Regions from separate parts of the Mus musculus genome. Here region 2 is linked to region 1. The links are chromatin contacts, called in public Micro-C maps. All regions are on one chromosome and are shown on one strand. The core of a region is the stretch at or near the end of the contact, and the rest is flanking DNA. Distances in the headings are between cores, read along the strand shown.

Region 1 (4,518 bases), core at 672-3,171:
CTGGTTTCAGTAAGGGGCCTAACAAGATGGCCTGAGTTCAAAACTGGCCAAGTTCTGACTTCCACCCATGTGCTGTGGCAAACATGTGCCCAAAAGTACCCAAAACTAAGCAGGAAAAAAAGCTGGGCATGAGGACATATGTGCCTGTAATCTCTGATGAAGACAAGGAAGAAAGATCACTGGAGCTTGGTGATCAGCCAGACTAGCCAATCAGTAACCAGACATCAATTTCTGGCCTACACACACACACACACACACACACACACACACACACTCACTCTTTCTCCTCCCTCTCTCACAAACACACACATACACACACAGAGGTATCTGGTGGTACAAGCATGTAATCTCAGCTATTTAAGAGGCTGAGCAACAGGTTTGCAGGTTTAAAACCTGTGTGAGCTACCTAGTTTATTCCAGACCAGCCTAGGCTACATAGCAAGACCCAGTTTTGTGTGTGCATGAGGGTTTTGTTTTGTTGTTGTTTGGATTTTTTGCAACTACAACAGAGTAGCCCACTTTGGCATGAGCACTAAACCTCTGATCCTCCTGCTTTTGCCTTCCAAGAACTAGGATTGCCAGTGTGCACTGCCAGGTTCTGCAGACCCAATCTTTTTAGTTTTATTTACTTTTTTTTTTTTTTTTTTTTTGGTAGCATGGTTGAGTAGGAGAGATTCCAAATGATCTCCTTACACACCTCTGGTTGGCCTCAAACTTTGTGTGTGCACACACACACATACATACACACTAAGGTTGGCATTGAAAGGAAAATCCACCCTGTCTCTGCCTCCTGGGAACTGGGATTATAGGGGTGAGCCATCATAATCAGTTTGAGACCCTGCCTTAAAAAAAAAAAAAAAAAAAAAGAAAAAGAAAAAGAAAGAAAGAAAAAAGGAATGAAAGAAAAAAATGTTCACACACGGGAGAAAAGCAGACTTGAAGAAGTGAACCACTAGGTCAGGCATCCTAATGTTGAGCCTGACCAACAGGGCATTCATTGTGAGGGCACTTTCTGAATGTTAAAAAAAAATAAGGCAGCATACATATCAGTGACAGCCTTCCTTATGACACTTCCAACTTCAAGAGGTAAACCTCCCTTCTGGTCATTTCTATAACCATCACCCCGTTTCCCCACACCCTGGGAAAGCGATAGGACGCCCCTTGTTCTCTGTCATTTAAGAGCAGGGACTCCTCCGGGTCAGCTGATCCTGAAATTTAATCAAGGTACCTAATCTGTCTGCACCTCCGTTTCCCCGTCTATGGTACTGGCAGACTCGGAGGCTGCAGTGGTTCCCGGCAGCTGGAGGCCCGAAGCCCGCTCGCCGTTACGCCCAACTCGCCCGGCCGACTGAGGGCTCAAGCGTAATGAATGGACCCGCCAGACAGGCTGGAGGAGCGCGCTCGCCCTAGAGACACCCAGAGTCCTTCCCACCCCGGGCCAGCCCTCCCAGGTCTCCAGGGCCCGGGCCTCACCCGGAGCCTGCCGCGTGCGGTGCCGCCCCCGCCGCTGCCGCCGCCGCCTCGGGCCCCTTATCCACCGCCTGGCGAGGCGGGGAGATGCAAATGAGCCAACGGTTTCCGCAGCGCCGCGTCGCGCAGGCGCAAGCCTCTGCCTTGCCTTGGTGCGCAGGCGCTGGCTGCCACCGCCTAGGTCCTCATGCGCAAGCGTCGAGGGCAGCCATCTTCGCTCTTTCGCGCAGGCGCGCTGCTCACTTCTCAGGGCCGAGTCTACCTAGGTGAAAACTATCTCTTTTGAGGGGAAGCGACACCTAGGAGTAGCATTGAGAGTACTGCAAGAGTCTCAGGCCCACGCGTATTCTGTGGCTCCCTTCGCTTTACCTGTGCTCGCGGTCGCCCTCGTTGCCCCGGAAAGGAGCCTCTCGGCTGAAGGAGGGACGCCGAGGCGAGGCGGCGCCTCTGCGCTTGCGCTTATATGGTGGCTCGAAGGAGCCAAAGGCAAAGTCTCGGGTGACAGCTGCGAGCCCCACCCTTTCCCCACGTGGCTGCGTAGACCCGGTGAGGAGCACCGGCCGCCTGTGCTTGTGGCTGGCGCAGTGGGGAGTGGGCGCCGCGGGGTCGGGGTGGTGGTGTTTGCACGACTCTCGCGGACTTGGTTTGGGGGAAGGAGAGAATCGTCCCAGAGATACTTGGGAAGCAAATGCTTCGCCTTTCTTGTGCAGGTTCTTTCATTCATTTTATTCATTCGCGCTGCGCCTGTGTGCACCTGAGCACCTGCTACAGGGTCGGCCGCATTCTAGGCAGTGGAGCCAGGAGTACAAGAGGTTCAAGACAGTGTGACTCTGGTTCAGGGGACGCTGGTGTTGCTGTTCATGTAGTAGTGATGGAGCGGGCGTGGTTGCTGCACCTGTCATGACTGCTTTAGGGAGACAGAAGGATTGATGAGTTCTAGACCGGCTTTGGCTATGTAGCCAGCCCATATTTCAGAATAAAAACAGCCAAAAGAAAGAACAGGCGTTGTGGTGCACTCAAGAAGCAGAGGCAGAAGGATTGCTGCGAGTTTGATACCAGTCTGGGCTACAAGACCAGACACTGCCTCAAAAACAACTGATGAGCCAGGGGGTTGTTTGGAGACTGGAAATCAGGAGTTCAAGGTCAGTCAGGTCTACATGAATCCCTAACATAAAAAACAAAAACGGGATTATTTCATGTGACAGTAAGGCTGCTTGACCTAGACAGGTTTTGTTTACTTGAGGGGCAAGACGGGGGAGGGGGTCAGGAGGGTCTCACTGTGTAGATCAGGCTGGCCAGAAACTCACAGAGGTCTACCATTTCTGCCTCCGTTGTTCTGGTATCAGTGTTTCTTGTTTTGTTGTTGTTTTTCAAGCCAGGATTTCTCCGTGTCGTCCTGGCTGTCCAGGAACTTGCACTGTAGACTGTGCTGGCCTCCAGTTCAGAGGTTAGCCTGCCTCTGCTTCATTTGTGCTTTAATAACTATTATTATTAATAAATTATTTGTTATCAATATTATTTAACATCATCATGACTATTGTGTGTTTACATGTATGCACAAGTTGTGAACTACCAGATGTGAGTGCTGAAACTGAACTCAAGTTGTGATGATGGAGCGGCACACCTTCACCTGCTGACTGAACACTTTTTTCCCAGCACCTCAGCTTTTACACTCGTTCCTTCCACACAGGGTCTCACTCTGTAGCCTAGGCTGGCTTGGGGCTGGAGATCACAGGCTTGTACCATAAAGCCCTAACCAGAGTGTGGCTTTTACAAATTTGATCTTTATACATTGATGTGTCATTTATACTGTGTCCTTCATGTAAGATCAGAGGACTTGTGGGAGTCAATTTTCTCCTATGGCTTTGTGAGCTTCAGGGTTGGAATTTTTGTTTTTGTTGTCTGGACAATCTCTTGTACCCTTGAATTCCCCATCCTTCTGCCCCAAGCCTTCTGCTGCTGAGATGACAGTTGCATGCCACCACACCCGATTCGTGATTCTAGACTGTTGTAAAGAAGAGCATCAGAAAACTTTGATAATGTTGGCTATGGACTGTGCAGTAGAAAATAGTGCTCAGCTCAGTGAGATGGCTCAGCAGCTAAGGTGCTTGCTGCCAAGCTCGAGGACCTGAGTTCAACCCCCAGGATCTCCATGTTGAAGAGAGCTGCAGACTGTTCTTTGCCTGTGACACAGCAAATGCAAGCCAACACTTGCAAGTGGATAAAATGCAATTTAAATAAAGTTAAATAAAATAGTGTTGTAGAACAATCAGGCTTGGTAGGGAACATGCTACCATGAGTGAGACCCTGGGCACCAACCCCCACTGCCAAGTAACACTGACATCTGTTGTATTTTGTTTATGCCTTGATATTTAATCGAATACCACCTGTTTCCCTCATCTTGGTGGATTGCTTACTGAGACCAGGGTTCACATAGCCTGGATTTTTTTTGTTTGTTTGTTTGCCTTTGTCTTGTTTGTTTTGGGTTAGGGTCTCACTGTGTAGCTTTGTCTGGATTAGAACTGAATGTGGATGAGGCTGGTCTTGAACTCCCAGATATCCACCTGCCTCTCTGCTCCCCAATGCTGGGATGGCAGGCCTAAGCTCTTGTGCAGATAGATCAGGTATAGTAGATGGGAAGAGCAGTCTCATAGTTATTTGGGGCCTGGTAGACAGTGCCCTAAGTGCCCATTTCTTCTTTCTTTTTTTTTATTTAAGTTTTATTCATATTATAATTGTGGGCATGCAAATGCACCAGCCTGCATACACAAGTAAGAAGACAACTTTCAGGAGTCCAGGCTCTACCGTGTTTGTTCTTAAGACTAAACTTAGGTCCTGAGGCTTGGTAGCAAGGCTTTACCCACAGAGCTATCCAGTTGGCCTTTTTCTTTTATCTCTTCAACTTTTTTTTTTTTTTTAGATTTATTTATTACATGTAAGTACACTGTAGCTGTCTTCAGACACACCAGAAGAGGGCGTCAGATGTCGTTACAGATGGTTGTGAGCCACCATGTGGTTGCTGGGATTTGAACTCTGGACCTTCGGAAG
Region 2 (4,250 bases), core at 361-2,860, 360 kb before region 1:
ACCTACAAACACATGGCGCTGCGAAGCCAGTTCCAGGGCACCGGGTACCAGTGTGTTCTGTGGGGATCCATTGAGGAAGGCGCAGTCCTCCAGGATGCTGGCCACAGCAAAAAGTGTGGACGGTGACACCTCCAGGCCAAGCTGAGGGCAGAGAAGTAGTCGGCCAAGGATTCCTCTGGACCCAAGGATTCCTCTGGACCGGCACTGATCCCCAGGAATCTTGGGCAAACGCACACCTGGATAGTATGTAGCAAGTTTTCTGCTGTGTCATTGCGACCTGGGACCACCTCGCAGAAGCGCTCCGTATTGGCGGTCCACAGCACGATGACCTTATCCAATCCCGCACTGGATCGGAAATCTCTAATGTCCTTTCGGATTTGCTCCAACTGGGAAAGGAAGGAGGAAGATTAGGTGGAGGTTGTCTTAAGTTGTCCGGAGGCTTGGGCCCCGGGGTATAGGAATTATTGCCAAAGGGAGAGACCATGTGGCCATGTAACAGGTGACAGTAAGGCCTGGGAGTGGGTCGAGGACCCCACCTGTTGGGCACGTGTGCCAGGGATGAGGTTGTCCGCACGTGCTGTCTGGTTGGCAGCGATGAACTCAGGAATGTAGACTGAGGGCCGCGGACGCAGGCTCTCCATGTGGGGCCACAGCTGTTCCTGCAGACCGCAGTCCAGGACCTGCGCGCGCCGCATGGCCTCGGCCAGGTTCAGCGACGAGATATCCCAGCCTGGGTTGCGGGGACCCTTAACACAGGACCCATCCCGTACCCTGGGCCCTCCCACACTTAACCCCATCCCGTCCCGAGGCTTTGCCCACCATCAAACACCAGGTCGTTGGGGGCCACCATGGGTAGCAGCGCACTGAAGGGCACAAACACCTCCCGGCCGTTCTCATCCAGACCCAAGTTCACGGTGCCCGCCTGGGTCAACGATCCATAATAGTTTGCCTCCTGGGAAGGGAGGGGGTGCGGCAAGCAGAGCAGGGTGTTGAGGGGCTGAGGGGTCCGGCTTGCTGAGACGCGCTAGTCCAACAAGCCACGCCCCTCCCCCAGTTCTGCTCGCCACACCCCCACCCCGTATTCTCCTAGTAGCCACGGCCCCCACCTTGCGACCTGTGCGCGTGGGCCAGGTTAGGCGCAGCCGATTGGCCAGAACAGCAGCAGTGAGCGTGGAGCCGTTGTTCCCGCCCCAGCCGACCAACATGACCCCGAGTCGGGGCACCTGCCGGGCGGTGCGGAAGGTGAAACGCGTAGCCCTGGGCTGCACCTAAGGAAGAGTTGGGAGTGAGTCGCGGGACCTCGGGTTCCCAGTGTCCTCCGCCGCCCGCGCCCCGCGCGCACCCGCAGCACGCCGCCCTCGCGGCTGACGCGCGTTGTCCGGTACTCGTAGCGCGCCTCGATGGTTTCGGGGCTGTAGACCACGTCCGGGCTATCCACGAGGATCTCGGCGGCGGGCTCCATCGTGGCGAGCTGTGGGCCAGAGCCAGTGAGCGCGGAATCACCACCCGAGAGCCAACCTTACGGCCTAGGATAGGTTCGTACTTACCGGCCCAGAGTTGGATCAGACTGCGGCAGCGGACAGCGTGGGCCCGAGGGCTCTGGGGCAGCGAAGAAAAACGCCGATGCCACGCCTCGACCACGCCCCTGATGGGCGTGACTTGCGACCAGGGTTCTGGGTGCTCTAAACCCAGGTAGCCGGAAGGAGTCTCAGGCGCGAGCGTCTTGCGCGTTACCTCGCTGCGCACCCTTGTACCACCAGGCAGCCAATGAGCGATGGCCACCGACAGGGAGGTGGGGCATGTCTGGTCGAGGGGCTTTTTGGGGGGGGGGGGGGTCTCAGAGCTGCTCGGCTGTCTGTCCCGCCCTCTCCCAGTCCTCCAGCTGCGATCACTGGCCTGATGGCCCTGCCCAGAGGAGGAGACAGAATGGGCAGGTCTACGCGGCCTCCCCCTGGGTAGGCACAGTGATAAGGAACATGGGAACTCGGCAGGCAGGCGGGGGAGGTGCCCCCAGAACTTTCCAAAACAAGTGGCCTCCTCCTAGCGGAAACTTTCCACAGCTGGAGCTGTGCCAAAAAGGTGGATTGTCCGAAATGTCTGCACGAAAATAAGAGGGGGCCCGCTCTGTGGGTGTCAAGACTTTATTTGCCGTTGCTAACACGAACCAGCCCAACTGAACTCATCCCGGTGAAGAGACTCAGGCAGGGTTCCCAGAGGAGGGGACTGTTGGGGATCGTTTTGATGTATGAAGGGGAGATTGTCATGGGAGAACTACAGGCGGAACCCGCTACACCCCCTAAAGTAAAGCTCCGGGGAGGGTCTCAGATGCAAGGGCTGAGGAGCACCATGGGGAAATGGGTTGTGCTTTAGATTGCTGCCCACTTTCTGTCCTCTTGTGGTGTGCCACAGTAGAAATGGCAGATTGTTTATCTCTTTTAGGTAATGAAACTGTCTGGTGGCCAATATCGGTCATCTCAGCATTTGGGAGGTTGAGGCAGAAAGACTGCACTGGGACATTCATTTTGCAAGGGGCTCGGGGCTGGGAGCAAGGCCGAGTCCCCAAAAGGGCCCTTCCCGGGAGGACATCCTTGACCAGGGTGGGGTTGGGGTCGCTGTAGCAGACTGCTCTGGTTGGGAGGTGCGTGGGGACAAGGGTTAGCCCTGGGCTCTGGGAAGGCGATGGAAGAGCATGGTCAAGCTGTTCCTAGGTAGTGAGTACACAGCGGCCCACAGGGTGCCTGACTCTCCTTCCACCCCCTCAGCTGCCTCAGAACTGTCAGAAGTCTGGCCAAGGCCTCAAGGGAGTCCTACTGACCCCAGCCCTCCCTCACAGGCTGCCTTTGACTTTTCCCTTTGAAAACAAACATGCTGCCTCTGACGCATGCCCAGCCTGTGCTTTCTGCTTGGAGCCAGGGGCTGATGGTGGCCATGCTCGGCCTCCATGGCCTCAGATGCTAGCTGGACTGACAGCTCTAAGAGACAGGTAATTCTCGCTGGGGTCTATTGTTTTTAAAAGGGTGTCAGTCTCAAGCAAACTTTCTGTCCCACCTATTCTAGTAGAGGGCAGCACCTTCTCACCTGAAGGCCTGGGTGCTGCAGGGGAGCCCACTCTGCCCATGCCCATGCCCAGCACTGCAGTGCTCACACCTTGCCAAAGCCCTCGGGGCTCTGGGTCAAGCTCTCACTTAGGGCTACCCCACCCCTACAGTGACATACTCAAACCACAGAGAGGTTAAATTCCATCAAATTTATTATAGACTTTGAAAGTTGGCGGTTCACCTGCTTTGTGTACAGAAGACAAACTCTAAGAAAGGACCTGGAGGCACCGCCTCTCTGTCAATTGTAACGTTTTGGCAAAAGTGAAGACTTTGTAAACACCAACTCCATGGCTCAAAGTAGACTTTCTCCACAGCACAGTTCAAAGGCGGGGAGAACACCAATAAGTTAGACCATGCTTAAGCTGCCAGCCACCACCTGCAGCCCCAGAGTGTGGCCCTGCCTTTCCCAAATCTCAGACAGACAACAAAATCTCAGACAATGAAACAACTCAAACATACCATCAGTTCAATCAATAGCCCTGGATGGAGTTCTCAGGGCAGGAGAGGGGTAACCTGGGATCTACCCTGAGCCTGCGCAGTGTAGCTGTGAGAGAAGTGCACCATGCAGAGCCTGGTCCTGCCCCGGAGAAGAAACCAACATCTATTGAAAGCTTGGTTCCTCTAGGGTCTGGGGACTCTAGGAATCCCAAAAGAAAGCTAAGAGCTGACTGGGGGTGGGGGACTGTGCCAGGCAGGTGCCTCCAGGCAGCCAGGCTCTTTGGAAGCCACCCAAAGACATCTTCACCATTTAAAAAAATAGACATCTGTCTTTGACATTCTTTCCCTGCCCTACAGCAGTGGCCCCCACCACCTCCCCAATGGCTTCCCTCTGAATGTGTGGAGACCCACTCATACTACATGTACACGCACACAGACACATGCACACTGATGGCCCCTTGGATTTGGATTTGGGGTATGAGACGAGGCACAGTGAGAAAGCAGCAATTGGGGGCCTCAGGCCTGCGCCCTGGAGAAGGCAAGCAAGGTGCCACCCTCAGCACCCCCCAAGTGGGACCCAGCAGGGAGGTGATCCCAGGACCCACAAATGGATGGAGGGACAGACAGAACCACACAGCCACAGTGTGACATGAAGGGCAGTGTGTTGGGGACTGAGGAGCACATGCTGCGGAGGCCGCTGCTAAGAGCTTTGGG

The links. A called contact is a pair of places that touch in the nucleus more often than the background predicts.
Region 2: a contact with region 1 is called in a Micro-C map of embryonic stem cells, with 4 times the contacts expected there. The contact joins the promoter of Isyna1 here to the promoter of Sugp2 in region 1. A contact is called at or near these places in 2 of 39 promoter capture datasets (cranial neural crest and neural stem cells), 2 of 484 Hi-C or Micro-C datasets (both in embryonic stem cells), 1 of 115 datasets of contacts at active chromatin or transcription factors (double positive thymocytes) and 1 of 9 other capture datasets (liver).

What each region holds. Positions count from the first base shown.
Region 1 is chr8:70,231,608-70,236,125 of GRCm38.p6, reverse strand. It overlaps Sugp2 (SURP and G patch domain containing 2), which reads right to left and starts at 1,921. Exons shown (of 11, transcript NM_172755.4): 1 at 1,474-1,921. Armc6 (armadillo repeat containing 6) reads left to right here and starts at 1,704. Exons shown (of 8, transcript NM_133972.2): 1 at 1,704-2,016.
Region 2 is chr8:70,591,841-70,596,090 of GRCm38.p6, reverse strand. It overlaps Isyna1 (myo-inositol 1-phosphate synthase A1), which reads right to left and starts at 1,610. Exons shown (of 11, transcript NM_023627.1): 1 at 1,548-1,610; 2 at 1,343-1,471; 3 at 1,107-1,268; 4 at 820-952; 5 at 537-730; 6 at 237-386; 7 at 1-141. The coding sequence starts at 1,462. It overlaps Ell (elongation factor RNA polymerase II), which reads right to left. Exons shown (of 12, transcript NM_007924.2): 12 at 3,233-4,250.